Regions from separate parts of the Zea mays genome. Here region 1 is linked to region 2. Evidence: chromatin contacts called from public Hi-C data. All regions are on one chromosome and are shown on one strand. Each heading gives the region's core, a stretch centred on a gene start, on an enhancer-like site or on the middle of the called end of the contact. The rest is flanking DNA. Distances are from core to core; before and after follow the strand shown.

Region 1 (4,349 bases), core at 278-2,777, 310 kb before region 2:
CCACAGTGGCCCATCGCCTTATGCATATGCGGTCACCCCAGTGATTCCACCATATACCCCTCGATTCCGCTGCTGGACCATTCAATTTTGCTTCTAGCCCTGCTTGCTTCTGCTGCTGTTATCTTGATTTCGCTGTCTCCAACCTGTCAAATCCCTTGATTTAGAAGGGGGTGTCGGCAGCAGTCTGCTTGCTTCTGCTGCTGTTATCTTATTTAAAGAGAAGTGCACAACAGGGGCTCCTGCTTAAGGTCTATATAGCATTTTCTCATTTCTAATCGCTAGATAAACAGTACTCTTGACTTATGCTAAGCAGTCAAGAGACCCCCAGAGCGTATTTCAAGGTTAAGGATGCAGTTCGATTGGAAGATCTACCACTTTCTACCCATTGCTGCATAGTAACAGACTTTAGGAGGTAACCTTTACTGTGATGCGATTAGCAAAGCGTGGGAGCTTCCCAGTGGTGGCCCCACCGAAGAGTATCCCCAAGTCGTCATCCACGCCAAAACCAGACGACTCGCCGCCACTCCTCTTCCTTTTTCCCTTCCCCTTCTTCGCCTCCCTCTCGAAATCCTGCTCCGCCTCCGCACGAGCCTCCGCCATCTCATCCTTGCTCAGGAGGCTGTGTCCCCCTGTGCACCACCCCAAACGCACAACAACACATCAGTGCAATGCAAAATTGACAGGGAGGAGGGGAGGGGTGTTGCGGGACTGCTCAGCTCGACGCTTACCTCTTGGAAAGTCAGCTTCGTCAGAAGCTGCGGCGAGGAGCGCTGCAGAACCCGGCGCTGCCGACTGCTGCCGCTCTCCGTTGCCATCCCCCTGCTCAGCGGCTGCATCCTCCTTGTGGTGCCTTTTGAACTGCTTCCGGTCGGGACGCAGGTCGGTCTTGCCGCCGGCGCCCTTCCCCTTCTTCCTGGTGACGCGAGGCGGCGCCATAGCAGCCAACGCTCTAACCTCCTCGGAAGCGCGTCGCTGCCACCAGTGGCGGAGGACGCGCAAAAATCAAGGTGCTGCTAACGGTCACGGTTGTATGGTGATCGGAGGCACGGACGACGAATGGATTCACTACTGTGCGGTGACCGGAGGCGCGGACGGTGAATGGACTGCTGTCAGCTGTGCGAACTGCGGAAGCCGAAGGCGCGGACGGCGAACGTGCGAAGCTCGGCCTGGCGGGGGCGCAGAGCCGCGAACGCGCGGGGCGGAGCTGGGCAGGGCGGCCGCGAGGGCATGGGGCGAGGAGGAGCTCGGGCCCTCGGCGCGGCAGTGCCGGCAGGGAGACGGTGGGCCGGAGCTGGAGCTTCGTCCTGGGCGGTGGGGCGCAGTGGCGGAAGACGGCGCCGCGCCGGCGAGTCGGCGCCTCGGCGGCCGCGGACAGGGGCGACGACGCAAGAGGCTGGCGGCGGCGCAGGCAGTCGCAGTCGCGCTACGCAGTGGCTCGCTCGGCTGGGAGGAAGCGGGCGTTAGGTTAGGGTTTAGGTGGGTGCCTGATCGTCGTCCGCTCGTTATTCTGGGGGTTAGGGTTTTAGTATGTCATGGACTGGGCTAGGGTTTAAAGTTGTAGGTCCGTCCATGTTTGAACCATTGAGATTTTTGTTATTACCAAACACGGTTGAGGAAATAGAGGTGTAGAAAAAGGCTTCGACGATTTGAGATCCACATAACACGCACACGCCGGTGTGGACTCGATCTCTCTCAGGCGCGTTCGACAGTGATTAATCCTCTGCTGTGAGGATTAGTCTGCGTGGCCACGGCTCCCGTCTTCAGCAGCGTCACTGCTCATGTTGTCATCGCCAATGAGTTATCTCTTCCCTTCTTCCTTCCCATTCTCTCCACTAGATGCGCCCGATTGTAGTGTAGACCCCAGGCTTCGAGCACTAACCATTGTGAGCATCTCTCCCCATTTCCTGCATTGGAGCACGACCGGCTAGCCGGACTTCTGTGTCGTCATATCCTCCATGGATGCACCGACCCTGGACACCGACGTCGAGGTTGACGCTTCGTCCCCCAGGTATGTCTTTTGATGAGGACATCACTCCCACACAAAACAATGCATGGACCGGCAACACGAGCACGTGCACGAAAGGTGAATCTCCAGGTTCGTTCTAACATAGTCAATTGTGTTTTAGAGCTTTTGTTTGGTGTCATGGATGTTTTAATGATTAGGAACTTTGGAGAGGACCATCAAGAGCTTGGAAAAGGCTAAGGTGTCGAGGAAGAGCAGCAAGGGCGTCCACAACAAGAAGAAGATCAAGTCTGACTCGACTGTTATTCCATCTCGGGTTTCAGGACCAGTCTGCACTAAAATGGACACCCAAGACGCATCCGGGCTCCAATTGAGATGGACTTGGTATGGTTGGAAAGATAAGAAGATTATCTAACCAGCCCAACTAGTCTCACCTTAAAATTCATTTAGAGTCAACGAGGATCATCGAAACAAGTCACCGCTCAGATTTTGTTTTGGTGTTGCGTCTGTTGGGTCGCGTATCATGTTGGAGCCCATTAAGGGTACCTCCAGGGGTTGTGCACACCCCTAACCTCTATTTTAACAGCAGCTACCGCCATATTAGGGTGTGGGTTTTGCTTAGATCATATATGTCATCAAATAGTATCGATGTTCATCGGTTTGTGAGACCCCACCTCGTAATCAATGCAGTTTTGATTGCGCTCTTCCTATTCTTGCTTGTGTTCTTGATTGCGCTTGCAGGGATAAGCCTTCGTGGCGAGGTCACTCGTGTGTCACGGGTGATAACCAATGGAGCAGTGGTGTAGTGATTGCGAGGATACATTCGTTCAGAGTCTTGGATCATCAACGGTGAGATCTCCACCCAATTAAGTTATCGTACCTATGTGATAGGCACTGGGATCTACATTTAATAAACACAGCAGATCGAACTCTACATTTAATTTGGAATCTACCATCGACATTGTGTAACTATGGGGGATAGATATCCTTCGGGTCCTCACGAACATAGAAACGTGTCATGGGCCGCCTGACAGGCCTCTCGATGGTTGCTTCACGGGACGGACCAGCATGCTACAATCAGATTGGGAGAACCTGATCCAAGAATACGAAGACTAGGCAACCAAGTTATGCGCTGACTAAAGTGCTGATATCTCGGGTAAGAAAGTTGCACACACCTGAAGAGCTATATATTAGGCGTTAACTCGGCTGAAGAAGTGATCGAACTCTGGATAAGCAGGACTACAGGATGCGATAAAGAAGGAGATAGGCAGAATAGATAATGATGACGACTTGTAAAGGGATAACTCTCTGGTCGTGTATATAAGGCTAAGGGAGGGACCCCTACAAAAAGATATCTCATCTCGTCCCATCACACACCAGACCTCATCAACAACACCTGAACACCATCACAGCTCACTTGTAATCCTCATACTCTAGAGAAATTCCAGCATACGGCCTCAATAGGAAGTAGGGTGTTACGCATTCTAGCGGCCCGAACCTGTATAAATCCTCGTGCAGGTCCGACATGCTCCTGCACGTACCATCGAGTCGCAGTCAGCGACATCGTCCTACCCAAAAGCATCATGTGGGTAACCCCGTGGTGCGCGGTCGGGTCACAAACACCAACGGCAGGCGCGCTAGGTAGGGGTGCAACATTGGTCTACGACGACTCCATGGTTAAAGTCGCCTAGAGGGGGTGAATAAGCGAAACCTGAAAATTATAAACTTTGAACATGCACTTTACCCGGAGTTAGTGTTAGAAATAAATAATATTGAATTTGGAGTGTGGAAGATGTTTTTTCTTGCTATGAGTTGCTCAATCAATGCGGATAACTTTGGGAGCCAACTCAAAACACTATGAGCAAGAGAGCTTTAGAGAGGGAAGAGGGAAGAAACAAATCAAGTGATGAAGATCAACGCAAATGAACACGGTGATTTGTGTCCCGATGTTCGGTTTGAAGGAACCTACTCCCCGTTGAGGAGGCCACAAAGTTTGGGTCTATTCCTACCGTTTCCCTCTCTCAATCAGTCACTTAGACCGGTCGAGTGCTTCTTCTTAATCACACGGGTCACTAAGACCCCGCAAGGATCACCACACAATTAGTAATCTCTTGCTTAGCTTTACAAAACACTTGGAAGGATTAGAGTAAGAAGAAGAAAGCAACCAAGCAACAAGAGCAACAAAAGGAACACAAATCACCATCTCTCAAGTCACTAAGCACTTGATTTGATTTTGGAGCTTGGAGAGGATTTGATGCTTTGATTGTGTCTTTGGATTCTATTCTTTTGCTCTAGTATTGAATGAAGAAGTTGCAATGTTTGGATGGCTTGAATGGTGGTGGTTGTGGGATATTTATAGCCTCCAACCACTATTCCAGTCGTTGCT
Region 2 (4,491 bases), core at 1,604-4,103:
TTTTAGTACCATTGGAAGAGGAAGACCCCCAACACTTCCAAAGACTCGGCGCACGGAACACGGGGGCCACTGTCGCTACCCGTGCTTTGTTGTCAAAGTAGACCCATGTAAACCGCCCTAGGGCGCCTGGTCCCACTTGTAAGCTATAGTGTAGGTAGAGTTAATGGTGTATCCATCCGTGTTGTACCTAATCACATTGTAATGACATGTAATAACCCTTTGAAGGGGAATATTCTAGGGATAACGTAGGTAACCAGGGGCATAATTGTATTTACCAAGGTGAGACCGCCCCCTGGTTACCTATAAATACCCCCGTACTGTATCCTAATTCGAGATGCTGAAAAACACTGTTGCTCTAATACACCGTGTTGTCAAGCATCAAATCATCCCCGTTCTCCTACTGTTTGGATTAGCTTGACCATGTGTCAGCAAGTTCCAACAGGAGGATCACAAATATGCTCAATTTGTGCTAGAAATTGCCAAGAGAGGTCTCGCACACGAGCACCACTTCTATTTATATGTTCCAAACATTTCTAGTCGTTTTGTGCAAGTAACACAGCTTCTGCGCACACGCAGACAGTCTGCGCCCTCATGTCGAATGGTCCCTTGTACACAGTAACAGTTATATCCTCGTTTGAAACCTGTTAGAGTTGTCAGATAAAGGCTAGCCCATATGGTCCGCCACCCACGGCCGGACGATCTGAGATCTGGCAACTAAACTCACCTGAGCTCCGATTAGACCACTTTAACACGGGCAGATTGTTCGCCCTCCAAGACCGAACGGTCCGCCACCTGGGAGACATTACTGTCCAGACTAAAACCCCGAACAGTTCATAGTACACTTGATCAAAAACACATAGTGTTGGGGACTTGTTCTCAAATGCTATGAGTTAAGAACAAGGCAACACAAAATATTAAATGTTAATGTCCTTCGTCCTTCGAAGCATTATTTCCCTTAGGATATAACGATCTTCGGACGAAGGTCATGAAGGACGTACCTTCATCATCACGGTATACGTTAATGAAAGACAGAGCATATGAAACATGAAGATAACATGAATAATCATATAACATCATTCACATATCTTCATTATATAATCTTGAATAGATAAAGACAATATTTAATTACATTTGTGCCTTCGGCTTGATAGAAGGCAAAAATCCAAGCGTGGCGCACGAGCGAATACAAGATAGCGTGAACAGTACAGGGGTACTGTTCATCCATTTATAGGCACAGGACGCAGCCTGTGAGGAATTACATTCATGCCCTTTACAAATGATTACAATCATAATACAAGCTATCATGGACCGATTGGTCATTTCATCTTTAAGTCGGTACATCCGGTAGTACGCTATGAAGCTCTCTGATTGGCAGCTTCGGCTTTGCTTCTGTGTCGATCTTCCGAAGGTGTTTATTCTTATGGGACCTTCGGCGACGAAGCAGACCCCCAACACATAGTCTCTGCCCAAAATATTTTAGCACCTGTGGACGGTCCGCTGACCCTGGTCAGGTCTGTACAACCATACAGGGGCTTGTGTAAACATGCAATCCCTCTAGTTAGGACCGCGGACGAGCCGACCCTAAGGTCCAGATGGTCTGCAATACAAGAGCTCAAATTACTCCGAGAAGGACCACTTCTGTTGGTCCACATAGTGAGTCACGGACAGTCTGCCAATCCCGGTCGAACGGTCCGTTGACCAATGAACCACTTAACTTTTCAACCACGCTTTTGAAAAGATTTTAACTCTCGAAATCGGAAGCGTTGTTAGTCCTAATACAAATGCAACTACTAGATGCTCTATGAGGCATGCGTTTGGTTGCAATGACAGGACGGGATGGGATGGGACGATCCCTCAAATTAGGTTGTTTGGTTCTGGGTCAAGGGTTAGGACAGGACTATCCAGTGTTGTCCCCTATTGTCCCTCAAAATTGGAGGAATGAGAGAGGACGTCAGGGGACGACCCTGTCCTAGCTGTCCCGCAATCAAACACACCCTAAGTTTCCCATAGATAAATGTCATTTACCTCTCTTGATAGTACGACTATTTATCCGACTAATTCGGTCAATTTCTTCTCTAAACACCTTGTGACCGGAAAAAACAAAAGGGCTATTTAAATTTGTACCCTCAGTTTTATAACCTTCCTCATTTTTACTCTTAATTATGTTTTTTTCTTAGTACCCTTAGAAAAAATGCAGGCAATACGTAAAAATATATACACTACCTTATGCTGTTCAGCAATTGGCCAGATCCAGTTCTGAGCGAAGTCGAGGACGATCCAGTCGAGCTTCCTCGAGAACGCGGACGCCTAGCCGGCGGCAGCACAGCCCCGATGGCAAGGCGCTCGAACGGCGCGGCGAGGCCGTCGAACGCCTTCTGGAGGAGCCCGACCTTCTTCGGAAGGACGTCGGCGGTTGACTCGGCGCCCTCGGGGAGGCCATCGACGCCGGGCAGGTCCAGCCTGACGATGCATAGGTGCGCCGCGAGCTCCAGCGGGATGGAGCCCTGCAGCTTGGCGGCGTTCCTCGGCGTGGAGACGAAGGTGACGGCGTGGCCGCGCCGCGCCAGCCGCTTGGAGAGGTCCAGAAACGTGATCATGTGGCCGAACGCCAGTCATGGGAACACGACGATGTGGAGAGCTTGACATTCGGTCTATTAGGTTAATTCGGTTCGGTCTATTCGAGTTTGTGAAATTTCAGGTTTTGAAAAATGAGAACCGAAATTTTCAAAAAAAATTAGGAACCGAACCCGAATAGACTCACAATTTCGGTTCGGTCTATTCGGTCCACCGAATAGACCCAAATTATAGAGAGACTAGTATATTTTGTCAAAATATATACAATGAATAATTAATTGAAAGTACTATTATTACAACAAGTGACTATAAAATTAGCATACAAAGATATATATATTATTGTTAAGATGATATTATTATTTCTAGCTAATAAGTTCATAAATCATATAATAATATCATCACATATTAAGAGCTTTTTTATATTTCGGGTTATTCGTTCTATTCGGGTTTTAAAAGTTCAGAATCGAACCCGAATCCATACCCCGAAATATAGCACGTATAGGAACCGAATCCGAACCCAAAAACCCAAATAGACCGACAATTCGATCTATTCGGGTTCGGTTCAGGTTCGGGTTCGGTTTTAAACTGCCTGTTTGGTTGATGTGCGGAAGGTTGCAGCTGCACTCGCGGAGTCTCAAAGTGCATATTGTTTGGTTTACTTCTCTCAGCGTACTGGTTGAACGGATGCAAAAATAGATGGCGAGCCAGGCCCGCGTGAGATGCTCCCAGCGCGCGTACGCCGGCGTGCAGTCCGGTGGCATGCTGTTGCATGTAGTTGCACGCAAAACGAGAACGCATTTATATGTTCTTGCATCATATCTTTTAAATAAAAAAGTTAATCATCGAACCGATTTTATATTCGTGTTCCTGGATTTTTTTTGAACAAAACTAGACCACACATGCTATATAATATTTAAAGATTTATTTATTCACTTTTCTCTAATACATGTTTTGGTGTAGATAACCAAACACAGGTTATATTTGTCCTGAATGTAATAATACAACCAACCAAACAAAAGCATATGTACATACCAAGCTTGTACACAAGGAGCCTGACCCGTCGGATATGAGCCAGCCTACCTGTGTACAACAACCAATCAGACGGAAAATGTCCACCCCTATTCTTGGGTGTCGTCCTCTTCCATGGCCAGCCACTGTAGAATCTAGCAGGTAGCTTGACTACTGCGTGCGCAGATGAAATGGTACGGCAGCACCTTTGATATGAAATCAGATGACACCGGAGGTTTCTTCTACTCAGATTATTCGGATCGGATGCACGCAGATGTGTTTATAATTCGTATGTCCGCTCAGCCAAGAGGGCTCAGGTGACCCCTACACGTTGGCATGGATACAGAGGACCCGTTTGATTCTGCACCAGTGTGGCCCGTACTGACAGACTGGGCCAAGCCAGATGTGTGAGGTGCAATTATTTTGTGTTTTGGTATTGTTGCACCAAACAGATCAGGCCAACACGGTCTCTTGTTTGTTTTGCTGCACCATAGGCCGGTCATTAACACTGACAAAAGGTGCAACACACCAGCTAGGCTCTCAAAAACGACTTTGAATTTTATTGCTTGGGAGCTGGACCACGGGTGCTTCAAATACCATGATAGCCACACCCAAAACAAATAAACCACCAGGCCAATCATAGTGTCCGTTTATTTTGGCTTTTTGTTGAGGAGCTTTTCTGACAATTGGTTGTGACGTTGTGTGGAGAATCTGACTATATGGAAAATATGAGTATCATGGAATTACGTACGGAAAAAGATGAAGTAGTCTATAGGGTTTAGGATTTAGTAAGTGACGGATTCCTTCTATTATGACGATTCGATCGATTAGGTGTTCATGTTCATTTTAGACGGTTTTCACCAAAGCGATTCTCATAAAAACAGACTGAAAAACTAAACGTTTGGTATT

What was found. Hi-C and Micro-C count contacts between places; a contact is called where the count stands out from the background.
Region 1: a contact with region 2 is called in a Hi-C map of leaf, with 2.2 times the contacts expected there. The contact joins the promoter of LOC103632096 here to the promoter of LOC109940837 in region 2. A contact is called at or near these places in 10 of 25 Hi-C or Micro-C datasets (ear, leaf, tassel and 1 more).

Annotation. Positions count from the first base shown.
Region 1 is chr7:17,109,951-17,114,299 of Zm-B73-REFERENCE-NAM-5.0, reverse strand. It overlaps LOC103632096 (rRNA biogenesis protein RRP5), which reads right to left and starts at 1,527. Exons shown (of 40, transcript XM_008653946.3): 1 at 729-1,527; 2 at 418-629. The coding sequence starts at 936.
Region 2 is chr7:16,805,812-16,810,302 of Zm-B73-REFERENCE-NAM-5.0, reverse strand. LOC109940837 (UDP-glycosyltransferase 91A1) reads right to left here and starts at 2,853. Exons shown (of 2, transcript XM_020541163.2): 1 at 2,224-2,853; 2 at 1,055-1,597. The coding sequence starts at 2,597. The coding sequence ends at 1,582.